2 separate regions of the Mus musculus genome follow, and region 1 is linked to region 2. A link is a contact called in public HiChIP or PLAC-seq data. All regions are on one chromosome and are shown on one strand. The core of a region is the stretch at or near the end of the contact, and the rest is flanking DNA. Distances in the headings are between cores, read along the strand shown.

The links. HiChIP or PLAC-seq counts read pairs in DNA pulled down with a chosen protein or histone mark.
Region 1: an H3K27ac HiChIP or PLAC-seq map of SST interneurons shows a contact between it and region 2, with 9 times the contacts expected there. The contact joins two enhancer-like sites. A contact is called at or near these places in 6 of 484 Hi-C or Micro-C datasets (all in embryonic stem cells), 6 of 115 datasets of contacts at active chromatin or transcription factors (SST interneurons, embryonic basal ganglia, embryonic midbrain and 1 more) and 1 of 9 other capture datasets (embryonic stem cells).

What each region holds. Positions count from the first base shown.
Region 1 is chr5:112,851,976-112,855,378 of GRCm38.p6, forward strand. The region is part of intron 12 of Myo18b (myosin XVIIIb); the gene reads right to left. Among named protein-coding and RNA genes, the nearest start is that of Myo18b, 43 kb to the right of the region's middle. Within about 2 kb of position 1,401, at least 71 of the 459 cell types and tissues checked have an H3K27ac peak or open chromatin away from gene starts, as enhancers often do. A contact at or near this core is called in SST interneurons, where this site is marked.
Region 2 is chr5:112,508,898-112,512,400 of GRCm38.p6, forward strand. The region is part of intron 1 of Sez6l (seizure related 6 homolog like); the gene reads right to left. Among named protein-coding and RNA genes, the nearest start is that of Gm42160, 34 kb to the left of the region's middle. Within about 2 kb of position 1,709, at least 16 of the 459 cell types and tissues checked have an H3K27ac peak or open chromatin away from gene starts, as enhancers often do. A contact at or near this core is called in SST interneurons, where this site is marked.

The DNA of each region.
Region 1 (3,403 bases), core at 151-2,650, 340 kb after region 2:
CTCCTCACCTGAACCATCCACCCTCAGAAAAGAGGGATCGGGAGCAAAAGGCCAACCAAGGAAACATCTGGGAACAACATCTCTATCTAGAAGGGCTATCACAGGCACCGTGGGAAATGACCCCTCCCCCACTCTTAAAGAGCTTCCTGCTCCACCCACAGGCAACATGGCCCTACCCACCCACGTGGCTCCCTCTGCCTTGGAGGAAGCAGGCACCAGCATCATCTCTGCTGTGCACACATCTGCACAGAGAACCATCTAGAAACTGCTGCGGAGTTACACAAGCTGTTCTGGGAGGTGACAGTCCCGTGGGAAATGCAGGTGGGGTGACTTCAGACTGACCCCAGCAGGCTTGCTTTGGTGTAGGATTTCTCAGGGTCTCTAGTGTACCCTGTACACTGAGAATTCACAAGAGGAAGGAATAGTCCCTGGGGAGGTCTCCCAAAATGACACAACCAGGGGGCGATAGGTGACAGGGACCCTTCATGGCTCCCACAGGGAGATTGTGGGAAGAGCCAGAGGTCAGATGTCCTAAGACTGTTTCAGCCTAGCTGTGATATCTCAAACAATATCTCTTACTGGGCCTTGGTCTTTTCATCTGTAAAATGGGTTGGCTGCTTTCCAGAACACTGGCCATTTAAGAGTAAAGGCAGACTCATGAGGTAGAGCCTCACAGGGGACTCAGGGAGTCGTCAGCCAGAGGGTGTCATAGAGGATGACAGCGGACCAATAGCAGAGCCTTGAGTGACCTGTCCCAGGCCACTCTGCTAGAAAAACGGACACCAGGAGGGACATCAAACTACAACCTTTCAACAGCCACATGCTCTTTGCAACAGCAGGCCGCCTGGGTCGCTCAATACATCCGTTAGAAACTACTTAATCAGCCGCATCAATGTTATGACCATTATCATAACCATCACTGCCATCAGCATCACCAGGACCCTGATTACCACCATCAGCACCACCTCACAACCATCAACACCACCATCAGTACTATCAGCAGCACTTTGCGTGGGAGTAAAATTGCTTAAGCAGCACTTCCCACCGGGCAACCACTAAGGGACATCAGCTTCCACTATTATTCAGAGAAACAGAGTCTAAAAGCACAGAGCCTTCTCTGACACACCGAACCCCAGAGCCCTCACGCTGCCACCTCCCCACTCACCCCCGAGGCCTGGAGCTGCAGGGAGCTCTGCCTTCTAGCCCCAGCCACTTCGGGGAGTTCATTTTTCAGAAACTTCTAATTGTTTCCATCCCAGAACAGCCATCCCAGCTTAATGAATGAATTCAATATGCTCAGAAAATGCAGAATAAATCCTCGCCTGTGGCCCAGAATAGGCCTACTGCACAGCTGCTGGGCCAGAAGCCAAGCCACCAGCTGGGACAGGGCGGACAGGCGCAGATTTGGCCTTAAGAAGCACGTGGGAAGAGGGGGACAGGGAGGAGCTGGGCCTCAGGAGCCCTGGGCCCGAGGACAGAGAGATGGAATTGCCCCCTTCCCTAGTCACATGACAGCTCACAGCTGTCCATCTACCGTGCCAGCAAAGGGCTTTGGGTGGGAACTCAGACTTGGCGTCACATGGAGAAAGAGGATGAAACAGCTATGCGGACCCTGCTCACGACAACTCCACAGCCTGGAACAGAGCACTGAACACACCACCAGCAATCCTCGTAGTGTAGTGTGGAGACAATGAGGTGGTGTCCCCGGGCAGCTGGGGCCTGACAGCCTGTAGACACAGAGGCGTGGAAGGAAGGGAGATAGGGAGTGGGGAGACGGTGCCCTGTGTGATAGCACTTGCTGCTCTTGCAGAGGACCTGGGTTCAGTTCCCAGCACCTGTGTGGAGGCTCACAGCTATCTATCTATAACTCCAGTTTCAGAGCATGCCATGCCGTCTTCCGGCTCCCAAGGGTACCAGACAAGCATGTGATGCAGGCATACACTTAGGCGAGACAGTCATACACATAAAATAACTGAAGCAACCAACAGAGCCAAACGAAGCAGCAATGGCAAAAGTGGTAAGAGAAAGGAGAGAGAGAAAGGAGGCTCGATGGGAGAAGAGGGGAGGAAGGGAGTCTAAGTTTCGCTTTGAGGATGTGACAAGTGCCGTGACCAAACCCACTTAGGGGAGGAAAAGGTACTGTTCGAGACCCCGGTCTCCCTTGAGAGCAGCAGGACACAGGAGGTGGAGGGCCTTTGTTTGTTGGTGTGAAATCCCTTTGTACTGTTTCCGGTTCTCATAGACACTAATTGTGAGTGGACCCGCAGCAGTGAAAGAGCAGAGAGACAGATACCCTAACAGGAGCAGGGAAGGCGCTGCCTATTACTCATGCTCTCTCCTGTGCTCAAGATGTCCCCAGCCTAGAGGGCCTCCACGCCTCCACCTCTCCACCCCTCTGCCCCTCCACCCCTCTGCCCCTCCACCCCTCTGCTCCTCCACCCTTCTGCCCCTCCACACCTCCACACCTCTGACCCTCCACACACCCCACCAGGCCTCCGTGACTCCACCCCTCCGTGCCTCCATACCTCCACACCTCCACGCCCCCAACCCCTCCACGCCCCACGCCTCCACCCCTTAACTGACCTCCCCCACTCCCACTCACCCTGATTCTGCCAGTGTCCGACAGAAGATGGGGTGCCTGGCCCTTGTCATTAGAAACCTCTGTGCAGAGACCCTCTCAGGGTCCCAAATTACAACCCCATTCATTCAGGGCCTGGCATCTTTATGACGGTGGCGGGGAGGTTGGTGGCGGCCGTGCACTTCACTCTTCCCCACCACAGCTCTACTTGGGCTTATATACGACCTGACTATGCCATATATTAGGCAGTGGGTCAATGCCAAGCAGGCTGGCGAATTTAATGAAGAACAAATAAATTAAACACACTACTGGCCTTCACAGAGAAAAGAGGCCAAGCCACCTAAGCTGTAGACATAAGCGTCCCCCAGCTTGGCTGCCAGGCTGGATTCTAAATGCCATGGTCCTCTCTGTACAGCAATGAGGGTCAGCAGGCACAGTGACACATGGCTCCACTTTCTGTGGAGAGCGATGAGCCCACAGGATTTGGGGAGCAGACTGATGACAGTCACAAGTTTCCTCACCAGGAAGGACTTCTTACTGATGACAGTCATATCTGGATTAAGGAGACCTGTGGGGCTGTAAATGGTCTGGTTAAACAGAGCCAGTCTCACAAATGTGCTGGCTTGGGCATTACTGTCACATTAGGCAGAGGACAACACTGAGTCCCCAAGGACAGAGAATCACCTTAACCAAGAAGCAGACTGGTCCCAGGAACACCCACAGCCTCAACTTAGAGTTATTCCCCATTCTGCTCAGGTGAACTCCCAAACAGTGTTGTTGGGGACATCAAAGGGTTGGTGGAACCAAGGAAAGACTCATACAAAA
Region 2 (3,503 bases), core at 459-2,958:
CCTGGATTCTGTGTCTCCACACCGGCCCGTGGGTGCTGGCCTTCCAGACAACATGCCACATGCTTGGCTTTTGTGTTGGGGCAAACACTTTGCCTACTGAGCCGTCCCCTGCACATCCCCCACCCCCCTACCCCAATAATTCTTGATGGTTAGCTGCTCCTAAATCATACAAGACCACAGACCTGTGCTTTTGTTTCTGGGATGAACTCCAAGAACCTAAAACGATGTCTAGTATGCAATAAGGGCCTAATCAATGCTGACTGCTCACAGCACTTATAGCATAACAGCAGAGTGTCAGGTGTTAGTCCAACTTTCCCAGTCAATACATCTTCATCCTGAATTAAGTCTACTGTCTTCTAGGCATGGGCAGGAGGGGCTACTTTCAAGTAACCACATTAGAGGTTCCTGACACCCCACAGTAAGGTAGATGCTGTTGCCATGTCTGTCCTGAGAAGCTTGGGGGGGATGTTGCAAAGTACCACCCCTGGGTCTGCACCCCTCATAGGGGTGACTCTCTACCACCTTCTTCCAGGTCTTCTTTGTGGGGTCATCTCAGTCTATCTGTCCTCCTGACACGAGGGAAGCCCCTGGGGTGGGATACCCCATGTAATGAGGGTGTATGTGGCATTTGCTCTGAGCTTTTGCAAAATGGAGATTAAAAATAGGAAAAGGGAGCAGGGCACATAAAGCAGAGGTGACCCATGGGCAGAAGTGGAGGGTCAGAAGGGCACCTTTGCTGTTTGATGCCACTGCAGGACCCACAGACAGCCTTTGCTTCCTAACTAGGGTGTGTGTGTGTGTGTGTGTGTGTGTGTGTGTGTGTGTGTGTGTGTGTGTGAAAAAAACACCCACAAACACCAGCAAACAATAAAGAGAGGCAAAAAGAGCAGCATCACCTCAAATGGCTCTAGTCCCTGGCTGGTTTGGGGAACCAGGGGTTTGAAGTTTCCAAGGACTGGGGAGGGAGAGGAAAACGTAAGATGGTATACTCAGGCACAGCCAGGATGCTCCCTGGCAGTGTGGAAGGTGTAGAGAGATTTCACCTCTCAGCTCTTCTACTGTTCTGTGCTCTGGAACTCGGAAGCCAACCACCAGCATGCGCTGCTCAGGTGTCTGTGGGAGAGGAGGAGGCAGCAGAGGGGCTGAAAGGGTCAGGGTCAAGGTCAGGGTGGGTCTGCTCGATAGTCCTGAATTAGTCCTTTAGGGGGTTCCAAGGTCAGTGGAAACAGCCAGGCTTCAGAGTCCTGGGGACTGGGTTTGGATTTAAATCTCATTCCTCACCAGCCTCAAGAAACCTTGCCATCTGCAAATGAAAAGGGAAAGCAGAACCAGTCTCATCCAAGCTCCTGTAAGGACTCAGAGAATCACTCCTAGGAAGCCTGACTCACGGTCACAGCCATGACCGTGCTGGGGTTGAGATGGCATCTCTGCAGTGACTTGTGCAGCCTCCTCTGCTTACACTGCACACTGCTGTGTCTCAGGAAGCAGAAACTAAGCCTTGATCTTACTGGGCATTGTAGAAGGGTGGGCGCCATGCCTGCTCATATTGGTGCTAACCAACAGTTTAGACACGATTGAAAGACAAGCAGAGTGGATGTTGTCAGAGAGCCATCTTTATAAACGCTTCTCCAACTCCCAGTGTCTTCCAGAGCCAACGCTTATTTTTAGCTCTTCCAAGGATCACTGTGTTTCCCATCCTGAGCTCTCAGCCCAACGGTGCTCACTCACGTCGAAGCATATGCAATACCAGCCTGGGGTTGAGAGACAGCTGTTGGTACAGTGCCTGTTATGTAAGCGTGAAGACCTCAATTTGTATTCCCAGCATCCACATAAAAGCCACCACAGTAGCATGTGTCTGCTCAGGGAAGGAAGAGACCATCGGGTACCCAGAGCTCACTGATCAACCTAGTTGATGAACTCCAGGTTCAGTGAGAGGCCCTGTCTCAAGATACATAGGGGGCCATCAAGATGACTGAGCTGGTAAAGGTGCTTCATCAAGCCTGAGTTTGATCATTAAAAACTCCACAGTAGAGGAGAAAGAAGAGAAATAACTCCTGCAAGCTGTCCTCTGATCGCTATACACAAGTGCCGTGATGCACATATGTCAGTTGTCCTAATAAGGCAACTTCTGGTCTCTACATTCACAGGCACGCATGTGTGCACACTCAAATACATATGAACTCATAACACATAATCACACACATACATATATACAAACACACACTTTTATACACATGTGTATGCACATGCACACACACATGAACTCAATACACAATCACATACATACACACATATGTATGCATACACACATAAACTCATAACATGCAATCACACACACACACATATATATACATATACTCACACATGTATACATACACATGCATGCAGAGAGAGAGAGAAACCTACAGAGAGATAGAGAGACAGACACAGACAGAGAGATAGAGAGAGACAGAAACAGAGAGATATATAAAGACAGACAGAAATAGAGAGCCCATCCCAGAATCTATGCCTTGTCTCATCAGAAGCAAGACCTTATCATCAGAGAACAAGGTACAGGCCACCCCCTTCTCCTCCTCCAGTCAGCTCCTGCTCCAGCCTCTGCATCTAGGAACTACTTTCCAGGATCTCAGACAGGGACATGACTCTCCCTCCTCCTGTCTGGAGATTTAGACCTATAGAAGACTAATGCTAAGTTCTTGGTCCCAGTAACAGTGAGATGTATGGCTCCATCCTATACAGTGGATCTTAAGTCCAAGCCAAGAGTGTTGGTTCCTCCCATAACATCTGTGCCATGATGACAGCAGTGGGATTATCCCACAGACAGGTCACTAGGCGACCCAGATGATTGCTTTTCTTCAATAGTGCGTGTATTGCATCTCAGCACTATGAGCACTGCTCAGTAAGGGCTGCTCAGTTTCTCCACATGCTGTGCCTTGAGTAGGTGGTGTCCTCAGGAGCAGTGCCTACCGTCAGGCTGTGGAGGGTAACCAGCAGCATTGGCAATAGCCTAAATGTCTGGGGGACCATCTATATAACAGACGTCTCTGGAGTAACCCATTCTAGGAACTGAAGGTTTTACTTCATGGCATGAGATGTTTAGTTGGGACATGGTCTCCCCTATTAGACAGCAATTCTAAATTTCTTTTATATAGGTATGCATTTTTAGGAAGCTTTTAAAGTAGTTGGTTCCCATAAGGGTTTTCAAGAGGGCTTTAGTGTTCATTGTCCCTCTCAGTATTCCTCCACCCCTTTGTATTATTTTCTTATTCTGTTTTCCTCTTTGTCTTCTACTTTTCCTTCCTTGGGATACACTCTCTTTCCCCTCTTCTCTCTCTGTGGAACTCTGTTCCCAACCTCTGTGTAGAAATGAAACACACATATATAAAACTTAGAATCTAACATCCACACACCAGAGAAAACATACAGTCTCTGTCTTCCTGGGTCTGGGTTATCTCACTCGGGATGATTTTTTCCCCCTAGCTCCATCCATTTACCTGTGAATT